3 separate regions of the Sus scrofa genome follow, and regions 1 and 2 are each linked to region 3. A link is a contact called in public Hi-C and promoter capture Hi-C data. All regions are on one chromosome and are shown on one strand. The core of a region is the stretch at or near the end of the contact, and the rest is flanking DNA. Distances in the headings are between cores, read along the strand shown.

Region 1 (2,700 bases), core at 126-2,625, 1.4 Mb after region 3:
CAACCAAGGCCAGCTAGGCGGGAGGGAGGAGGTGCGGAGACCACCTGCAACGGCAGGCGCGGGAAAGGGGGTGCAGGAGCCGGGCTCCCGCCAACAAGTCTCCCGGGGTCTCCCACCCCCCACCCCTGGCTCACAAGTTGCGCATTTAAGTTCAGACCAGTGGCCCCTTGGCCTCCAGAGCCCTCGGCACTCCCGAATCATAAGAAAAACACGACACGGAAGAGGCCACCCCAGACCCCGAGGAGATGGAGCCGGGCCCCTGAGGGGCCCGTCACCTCCCCTCCACTCACCCCTCCAGCGGCCGGCCCTGTCACCGCCCGGACCCAAGGCCCCTTGCCCGGACGCCGGCGACAGAGGCTCGAGCTTCCCCCCCCCCGCCGCCTCCGGCGCCTCGGCCTCCTCCCCTCTAAATCGTCCAAATGCCCCCCGCACCTTTTAAAGTACACGGAGGAAGAGTTTCCCATCAAACTTTGTCAAGCAGTAACCTCGCCCCCCTCCCCGACCCACACTTTCAGGGCAGTCACCAGGAGAGAGCACTTTACACTTGGGATAAGGCGAATTAAGGACCTGTCAACCATTTTAGGTCTTTTATTTTATAGAAGACATCCTCTCCTTCCCCTCCCTCCCTCTCTCCCCGTGCCAAGGTTTAATCTGACACCCAACCTTCCCACCGCCGAAAAGGGGGGGGGTTGAGGAGGGAGGGGGTGGGGACGGAGGGCAGGAGGAGGGTAGCGAGGGAGAGCGGAAAAGGGAGGTTGGAAGGGGGCCGCAGGGAGGGGAAGGGGGTTGATTTACCTGAGACCAGCCACTGGCCTCCATTGTTGGAGAATTCAATGGCATTGACACAGCCGAAGTGGCCGAGGAGGTCCTTCTTGTAGAGGTTTCTGCAGCCTCGCAGGCGTCTCCTCTGAAAGTCCTGAGTGAGCAGGGGGTCCCCATGCAAGCCCCGCTGGGACAAGAAGCCCACCACTGACCTCATGCTGCCCCCCAGGCCAGCTCTCCTCTTCATGCTGGAACCGCCGCCGCCGCCGCTCGCGCCGCCGCCCCTCCCTCGGCCTCACGCGCGGCCGCCGCTCTCCCCCCACCCGGCCCTCCCCCCGCGCTGCGATCCGGATGGTTCTTTAACCAGCCATAGCAGACGGAGCGAGGTGTGCAGACACTCGGTGGCGTTCGCGGCTTCCTGACGGTCCCCTCCCTCCCCTTCCCCCTCCTAGGCTCCTCCTTCTCCTTCTCCGCCCCCTCCAGCAGCTGATCCTCAGCTGCGGCCGCGCTTCCGCGATGCGCGCGGCCCTTCCGCCGGCCGCGGGGGCCGGGAGAATGCGGGTGGCAGCGGCCCCTCCCCCGCCGCGGGCTCCAGGCGGGAAGGACGCGGGCTGCTGGCCTCGAGGCGGCGGGCGGCGGCTCGGCTGTCCCCGCGCCGCAGCTCCTCCCGGCGCGAGGACCCGAGTCGCGCAGGGCGGAGGCCCGGCTGCACCCCCTGAGCGTTGCACTCTGTGAAGTTGGAGGCGCGCAACAATCAAAGTGGCCACGGGGCTGCGGGCTCGCCTTACTCCCCAGGCGGCCGGCGGTCCGTCGCCTCCCGGAGGCCCAGCGTCGGGGCGAGTGCGGCTCCCCGCGCTTTTTTTCGGTCCGGAAAATGCAGCCCGAGGTGGCAGAGAGGTGGAGGGAGGACTGCGGGCACAGGCTCCGATCGTCCTCCCTCAGTTCACCTCTTCCTGGGGCCGCCCGAGCCCTGCCCACGGGAAGGGAACCAGGAGTTAGGACTGGACTCTTGGGGTAAGGTTGCTTGGGGTTCCCCAAAGAAATTTTTAACACTACCCCTCCCCCTATTCAGTTCTCTAATAATTTTCCCTTCCTCCAGCCATTCAGTGAAAAAGGCTAAACCGGGTTCCCTCTGGTAGATGATAAAGTGGTATCAGAGAAAGAGAGGGGGCGGGGAAGGAATTCTTAAGAACTGAGAAGAAAATTGCCCAAAACCGAGTTGAGAAGGCTCACCTGCAAGACATAAGACACATTATTCAAAAATAGCAATTTATGTTATTTAATTGGATGCGGTGAGCTCCCCTTCAAGGTCTTGAGTGTAGAGCTCAGAAGCTGAACAGCTGTTAACCAGCAGCTGCATTCCAGGCCCGAAGTAGCTGCACGTCAATAGGCCAGGAGCCTCCGCGTTCCCCCCCTAGTGAGGAGATTGGGTGTTAAGTGCTTTGGAATTCTACTAGGTACAGTAAAAAATCCCCTTGTCAGTGTATTTTTCCCAGAAGCTATCCTCTGTCATTAAACGGTAATAGACTACTAGAATAGGCGGTTGTCAGTTTTGCCCTTTCAATTTAGCAGGAATTGCATCCTCTGTCAGAGAGAGCACATGAACAGTCAGGTATACGCACCGTGAAAGAGGGGCCATGAAGAGGACCCCCATCAAGCAAAATGAGCTACTTCTACTTTTTGTACAAGGACAATGATAAGATGAATCATACTCATAACAAAAATGCAAGTAAAATGTTTGATTTAAAAATCAACATTATAACAAATGTTGCCAAACATCACAGAAATTCCCTAAATTCCAGAAAGTGTGGTTTTAATGGAATATTTCCCTAAACAGGAAAATATGTAATACTTTCCCTTAAAAATTTTAATTTTCAGGATGCTTCGTAGTGTTTATTCATTATAACAGCACCATAAAGATCAGTAGTGGTATACCAG
Region 2 (2,740 bases), core at 167-2,666, 1.1 Mb after region 3:
ATGGGCTTTTGTTGTGTACACTTAAGCCGCACTCCTGGAACACTCGGGATTTAAAACTTGCCTTTTTCCACACCGGCTGGCAAGCTACACGGCTTAAGGAGGCCCCTATTATATCCTTCCTCGCGGAGACCCTTGAACTCAAACAGGAGTTTCGTTGTCGGTACCCCCCCGCCCAATTCCCTCTACATCTACGAGTCGCGGTCCCTTGGGAAAAAAAAGGTGAGCGAGTCCCACGTTCGCCCAAAGTCTGCAGGAGATCGGCTATCACAGGAGGAAGCCTGGCCGAACTGTGGCGAGCTGAAGTCCCACTGCAAACTCGTTTTGCAACATCCTTTGAATCACAACTCTTGGCCTTTTTCTCGCAGATCCCCAGCCTCTCCAGAACAGAAGGGGACACATCCCAGCAAAACACTGTCCTGAGATTTACCTCTCCACCGGACCCCCACTTCCCGAGCCGCAGTCCGGCAATGTGGCTGGAGAGACTCGAACCCCCTCCCGGCAGCGGTGTCGCCCGGCAGCGGCGACACCCTGAGCGCTCACAGGGAAACCGAGCCCACTACCGAAACCGGGCTCAAAAGCAGCACGTTATGGACGAATGAATCACCGAAAAAAAGAAAAAAAAAAAAAACTGCCCCGGTCAATGCCCCGCGTCCCCCGGGCAGCCCCACGTAAACTTCGCCCCTCAAAACTCTGGACTCCAGATTCCCATGTAATCCCCGCCAGGAGCTGCTGAAATTCAAAGGATGGGAAGGAAAGCGCCAAATTCCTTCAAACTGGGGGGCGAAATGGGGCGGAAAAAACAACTACCTCGCCTCTCCTCGCTTTTTCCCAGTCTTCCCAGACCTAAACTTTGGGGGGTTCTTTTGGCAGACAAGAGAAAAAAGAAAAAGGCTTAGAAAAGTAAATGCTCCGCCCCACTTTACCTTGCATAAAACTTCGCTCAAGTCGAAGATGGTGGCAGACACAAGGGTGGTAGTCATCCTGGGCGCTCGCACGGGGCAGGGACGAGGATCTGGTTTGTTGTGAAGGTCCCGGTGCGGGGAAGGCTCTCCGGTCTGGAGTCCCACACGCCTGCTCCCGGCGCCCCTCGCCTTTCTGACTCTCCCCGGCTGCGGCGCGCGAAGCCCAATTTATATAAGTTTCAGATTTGGTGGGCCGGAGAAGAGGGAGGAGCTTTAAACTTATTTAAATGAGGAAGAGGAGGAAAAAAAGTTGATTGACACTGAAGTTGAATCAGCCATGCGGTCAAACTCGGGGGAAAAAAAAAAAGAAAGAAACTTTCAAAAGGAAGAAGGGGGAGGGGAGACGAGGAAAGAAGGCAAAGAAGAAAAAAAAAAAAACCCACTGCGAGCTGCGCACAACTTTTTTTCTTAAAGAGGAAAAGTTTCGACTCCGCTCGCTTGGCTACCCCTCGCTGCAGGCGCCCCTCTCTGGGGCGGTGCGCCGCGCGGGGGGAGGAGGGGAGCCCCCCCCTTTGTCAGCCTGCGAGCGCGGCTCTGTGACATCACTCATTCCACCCTCTTCGGGGTTCTTGTTGTTGTGTTGTTGTTTTTTTGTCGGGCAGGAAGGCGGGCTCGACTTTCTCTTTTTGCAAGCTGGAGCAGAAGCCCGTCCTTAGCGCCCGGGCTGCGGTTTCCATCTTGAGCAGATCTCCCTTGAAACTTCTCCAAGTACCCGCATAACTTACTCTTTCCCCGAGTTTTCTTTCGCACTCGGCTCCCCTCCGCAAACCCCACGGGGAGAGGAGATTGAAAATAAGAAGCTCACAAAGCGTTCAAGTTTAGGGTTTTGTTTTTTTTCAGGGGCGGGGATGGGGGTTGAGAGAGGAGGATTAGGAGACTTTTTTCCCCCCAGGAGGCCCTGGCCTGGCGGGGACGAGCACAGAGCGATTTAGCCCGCCGCACGCGTCTACACCCGCGATCGCTTTGCAGCGGACACCCTCCGAGAGTGGACTGGAGGGGTGGGGGGGGCGGGTTGTTAGCGAAAAGACCACGGCCCTGGCGGATTGTTTTAACAGGCTTGGGAGTGTATTTATTTCACACATCGATCTTTAAACGTTTTTGTAAAGAAAACCCGAATCCTCATGAGCGCCTCTTCTCCTCCTCGGAGGGAAAAAAAAAACCCACCCAGCAAGGCACAACTTTCCCCGCGCACTCTGAACCACGGGCCGCGCCGAAACTACCCCTACCAACACACATGCGCGCGCACACACACACACACGCACACACACACACACATACACCTAAACCACTGAACAAGGAAAAAAAAGTTGCTTTGGTAAAATAAAGGTAAAGAGATGGAGGAAGGCGACACTTTTAACTTATTGTTGCTTCTCCCCCGCCCCCAGGGGAACGGAACATATGGCTTGTCACAGTGAGCTGTTTTGGCGGGATGGGAGGAGGGGGGATATGGGATCCTCGAAACCGAAATGCCCCAATTGATTATTATGCTTTTGAAAACTGGGAAGTATATATTTATTTACTGTTAAGTTCAGATGCCCCTTCACCCACCCAAATAAAAAGTTGTCAACGTGTGCCCCACTGCCCACGGGTTGCTGGCGAGAAGACCGTGATGGAAATCTTGGGGCCGCATTTCTTTCCTATTTCCCCGCGTGCCCGGACGCCTCCTTGGCCCTCGCACGTTTCTTCCCAGCACTCGAGGCGGCCGGGTCTGTTATGAAACCCTGTGCGCTGAGTGGCTAAGAGCGGGTTCCATTGCGATGTAATTAGGTCACCCCATT
Region 3 (2,732 bases), core at 3-2,502:
CTGTTTTATTTTCTCACATTGCTTTAACACCACCTCTTTTTTTTGTCTTTTTGCCATTTCTTGGGCTGCTCGCACAGCATATGGAGGTTCCCAGGCTAGGGGTTGAATCGGAGCTGTAGCCACTCACCTACGCCAGAGCCACAGCAATGCGGGATCCCAGCCGAGTCTGCGACCTACACCACACCTTACAGCAACGCCAGATCAACCCACTGAGCAAGGTCAAGGATCGAACCCGCAACCCCATGGTTCCTAGTTGGATTCGTTAACCACTGAGCCATGACGGGAACTCCGCACCACCTCTTGATATTTATATTATCATCAACCTATAGAAGAGACTTTAAGCGTTTTCACTGTAGTTTGTAATATTACCAGCATCTAGGACAGTGCCTAGCACACAGCAGACTCCTCCAATAAATATGTTAAACAAAGATATAATTCTCACCAGTGTGTCAATTCATATGACCTTGAGGAACTCACAGAGCAAACACTCAAGCTTTGACACTTAAGTAAAAACAACAAAAATCTTACCTGCTTTGCCATGGAGAGCTATTTGTCTTAGGACAAAAAACTATGGCAAACTTCCCTATGTGAATTCGAACTCTTTATTTCCTCCAAGCAAAACCTGCAGCAATCCGAACTTTAAAATCAAGGAGCAAGAAACAGTCTAGGCGGAGTTCAGAGGACGACCATACCTAATGATCACAATCCTGATTTTAAAGAACCCCCCCTCCAAGACTGGTTACTTACCAACCCCCAGAGTTATGACTCCTTTGGGTTCTGAACTTTTTTTGTGCTACGGCTCTTCTGCCAGTCTGGGTCTCTTTTGAAAATAGTTTTGGATATATAAAACAAAAATACAGAAAGCTACAAAAGAAACCCATTCTACTGAAACACAGCATCTCAGATTTAAGGTCTGTACTCTTCTTGCCACGCTGAAGACGAAACGAGAAAAATCTGAACGCTATAGGATCAAAAGGGAACACCTGGCAGTAGGGAGCTCCCGGGTGCCTGGACCCAGCCAACCTTAGGGGGCGTGTCTGAGAATGAGAAGCGAGAGAAGAGGGTGGGGGCCCTTCCTCGCAGAGCTGGCGGAGCCGGGTTCCCCTAGGCTCAGCCCGCCCCCGCCTTACCTGTCCCTGCTATCCCCAGGAGCCGCTCCGGCACCCCTCGTAGGTCTTCATGGAGGCCGCGGAAGATCTCGTGCAGTTTCTCGAAATGCTCCGAGGAGGCGGCGGAGGTGGCCATGGCGGAGGCCGCTCTACAACAGCGGCCGCCGAGACTCAGGGCTCGGGGCCCACTTCTACGCCACCGTCAGCCGCCCAGCCCCGCAGGCATCACGGCGACCGCCGCCACCACCTCCCAGGACGAGGCGCTTCCGGCGCCGCGGCGGGGTCCTGCCGAACCGGAACGCCCACCCCCTGCATGGCGTCACTGACGGCGCGCCAGGCGCCAAAGCCTGACGGAAAGTTTGGCAGCGTGCGCTGCCCGGGCGACTCCTGCGGGGGTGGCAGCGATCTGACGCTAGCCGGCAGTCTCGGAACCCGGGAAATACCCAGCTCGGCGTCGGGGAGAGCGCCACAGCGGAAGGGACTTTGGGGACCCGCAGGCCGGGCGGCACGGCCCCCTCCCTCTCGGGATCCGCCTTCCGTCGAGGGGCTGTAGTGCATGCTGGGGGCTGTAGTTCGGCGCGGAAAACGCCCCTACTCGGAAGTCACGCATCGTTGGGGGCGGTGGCCCTGTGGTCGCCGCGGCCGCGGACGTGACGCTAACATATCGGTAGCGCGTGGTCGTCGTCTTCACTCTGGTGGTAATGTTTGGCCACTCTGATTCAGTCCACATTATGACTGTTAGCTTTCAGTTTTCGGAAAATAGCTGGGTCAGGTTCCTGCCTGCTCTCAAGCAGTAAAGCACTTTGACTGGGAGTCAAGTGATCAGTCATATGCTTTCAGGAGTGGCCCTCGGGCAGGGTGGCCCCTAAAATACTCACCCTCTAGCCGCCGCAGCTGCGGTGCACTCGTTCACTTAGCCGGTGTTTGTCAATTTAAGGGTAGTCACTGTGGTGGGATCTGGGAAAGTGTTGGTGAATAAGTTTCTCTCTGCGCTTGGGTAATTTATAATGAAGGCAGACCTGGCTTTTATCAGCTCTCTCTCAAGTGTAATGTGTTAACAATTACAAGATCTTTTTCTGCACTTCGTGGGTTTTCGTGATTTAATGGAGGAAAATTCCTATTTTCACTGATGAGTTTGCCTATGGAGCCCATTCTGGAATACTTAAAACTGCCCGCACATGTTAAAAATATATGACTGACCAGGGGTAAATGATTTGGTAATTTTTATCTCCTGGACCCTAGTTTTTTATTAGACCGAATTCATTGATCATTGATTCAACAAATTTTTGTTGAGCTCCTAATATTGAACATAGAGATAGATAGCAAAGTCTGAGGTCATCAGTGGCAGTGTACTGTGGTAAGTCCCATAGCATTGTGTTATAAATAAAAGGGACAGGTACAAAAAGAAGTAACAAATAGCCTGGGATGGAAAAAGTGATCTTTTCTTCATGAAAGATTAGTAGAAAATGGGTGAATGACTAATCAAATTATCGCATAACCAGAGTTAATGGCATTTGAATTGAGACTGTACTGTACTAGACTCTGGGACAAATTATTCTCAGAATGAGAAATGACTGCATAACTATAATAATGAAATGTTTTCTTCCTTTGACTCTAATTAAA

The links. Promoter capture Hi-C pulls out the DNA fragments that hold promoters and counts their contacts. Hi-C and Micro-C count contacts between places; a contact is called where the count stands out from the background.
Region 1: a Hi-C map of heart right ventricle shows a contact between it and region 3, with 4 times the contacts expected there. The contact joins the promoter of DCAF5 here to the promoter of VTI1B in region 3. A contact is called at or near these places in 1 of 47 Hi-C or Micro-C datasets (heart right ventricle) and 1 of 2 datasets of contacts at active chromatin or transcription factors (alveolar macrophages).
Region 2: a contact with region 3 is called in a promoter capture Hi-C map of liver, with 6 times the contacts expected there. The contact joins the promoter of ZFP36L1 here to the promoter of VTI1B in region 3. A contact is called at or near these places in 1 of 5 promoter capture datasets (liver) and 1 of 2 datasets of contacts at active chromatin or transcription factors (alveolar macrophages).

Annotation. Positions count from the first base shown.
Region 1 is chr7:92,811,922-92,814,621 of Sscrofa11.1, forward strand. It overlaps DCAF5 (DDB1- and CUL4-associated factor 5), which reads right to left and starts at 1,376. Exons shown (of 9, transcript XM_021099398.1): 1 at 796-1,376. The coding sequence starts at 1,009.
Region 2 is chr7:92,494,448-92,497,187 of Sscrofa11.1, forward strand. ZFP36L1 (mRNA decay activator protein ZFP36L1) reads right to left here and starts at 1,417. Exons shown (of 2, transcript XM_013989124.2): 1 at 924-1,417. The coding sequence starts at 980.
Region 3 is chr7:91,412,228-91,414,959 of Sscrofa11.1, forward strand. It overlaps VTI1B (vesicle transport through interaction with t-SNAREs 1B), which reads right to left and starts at 1,253. Exons shown (of 6, transcript NM_214437.1): 1 at 1,131-1,253. The coding sequence starts at 1,245.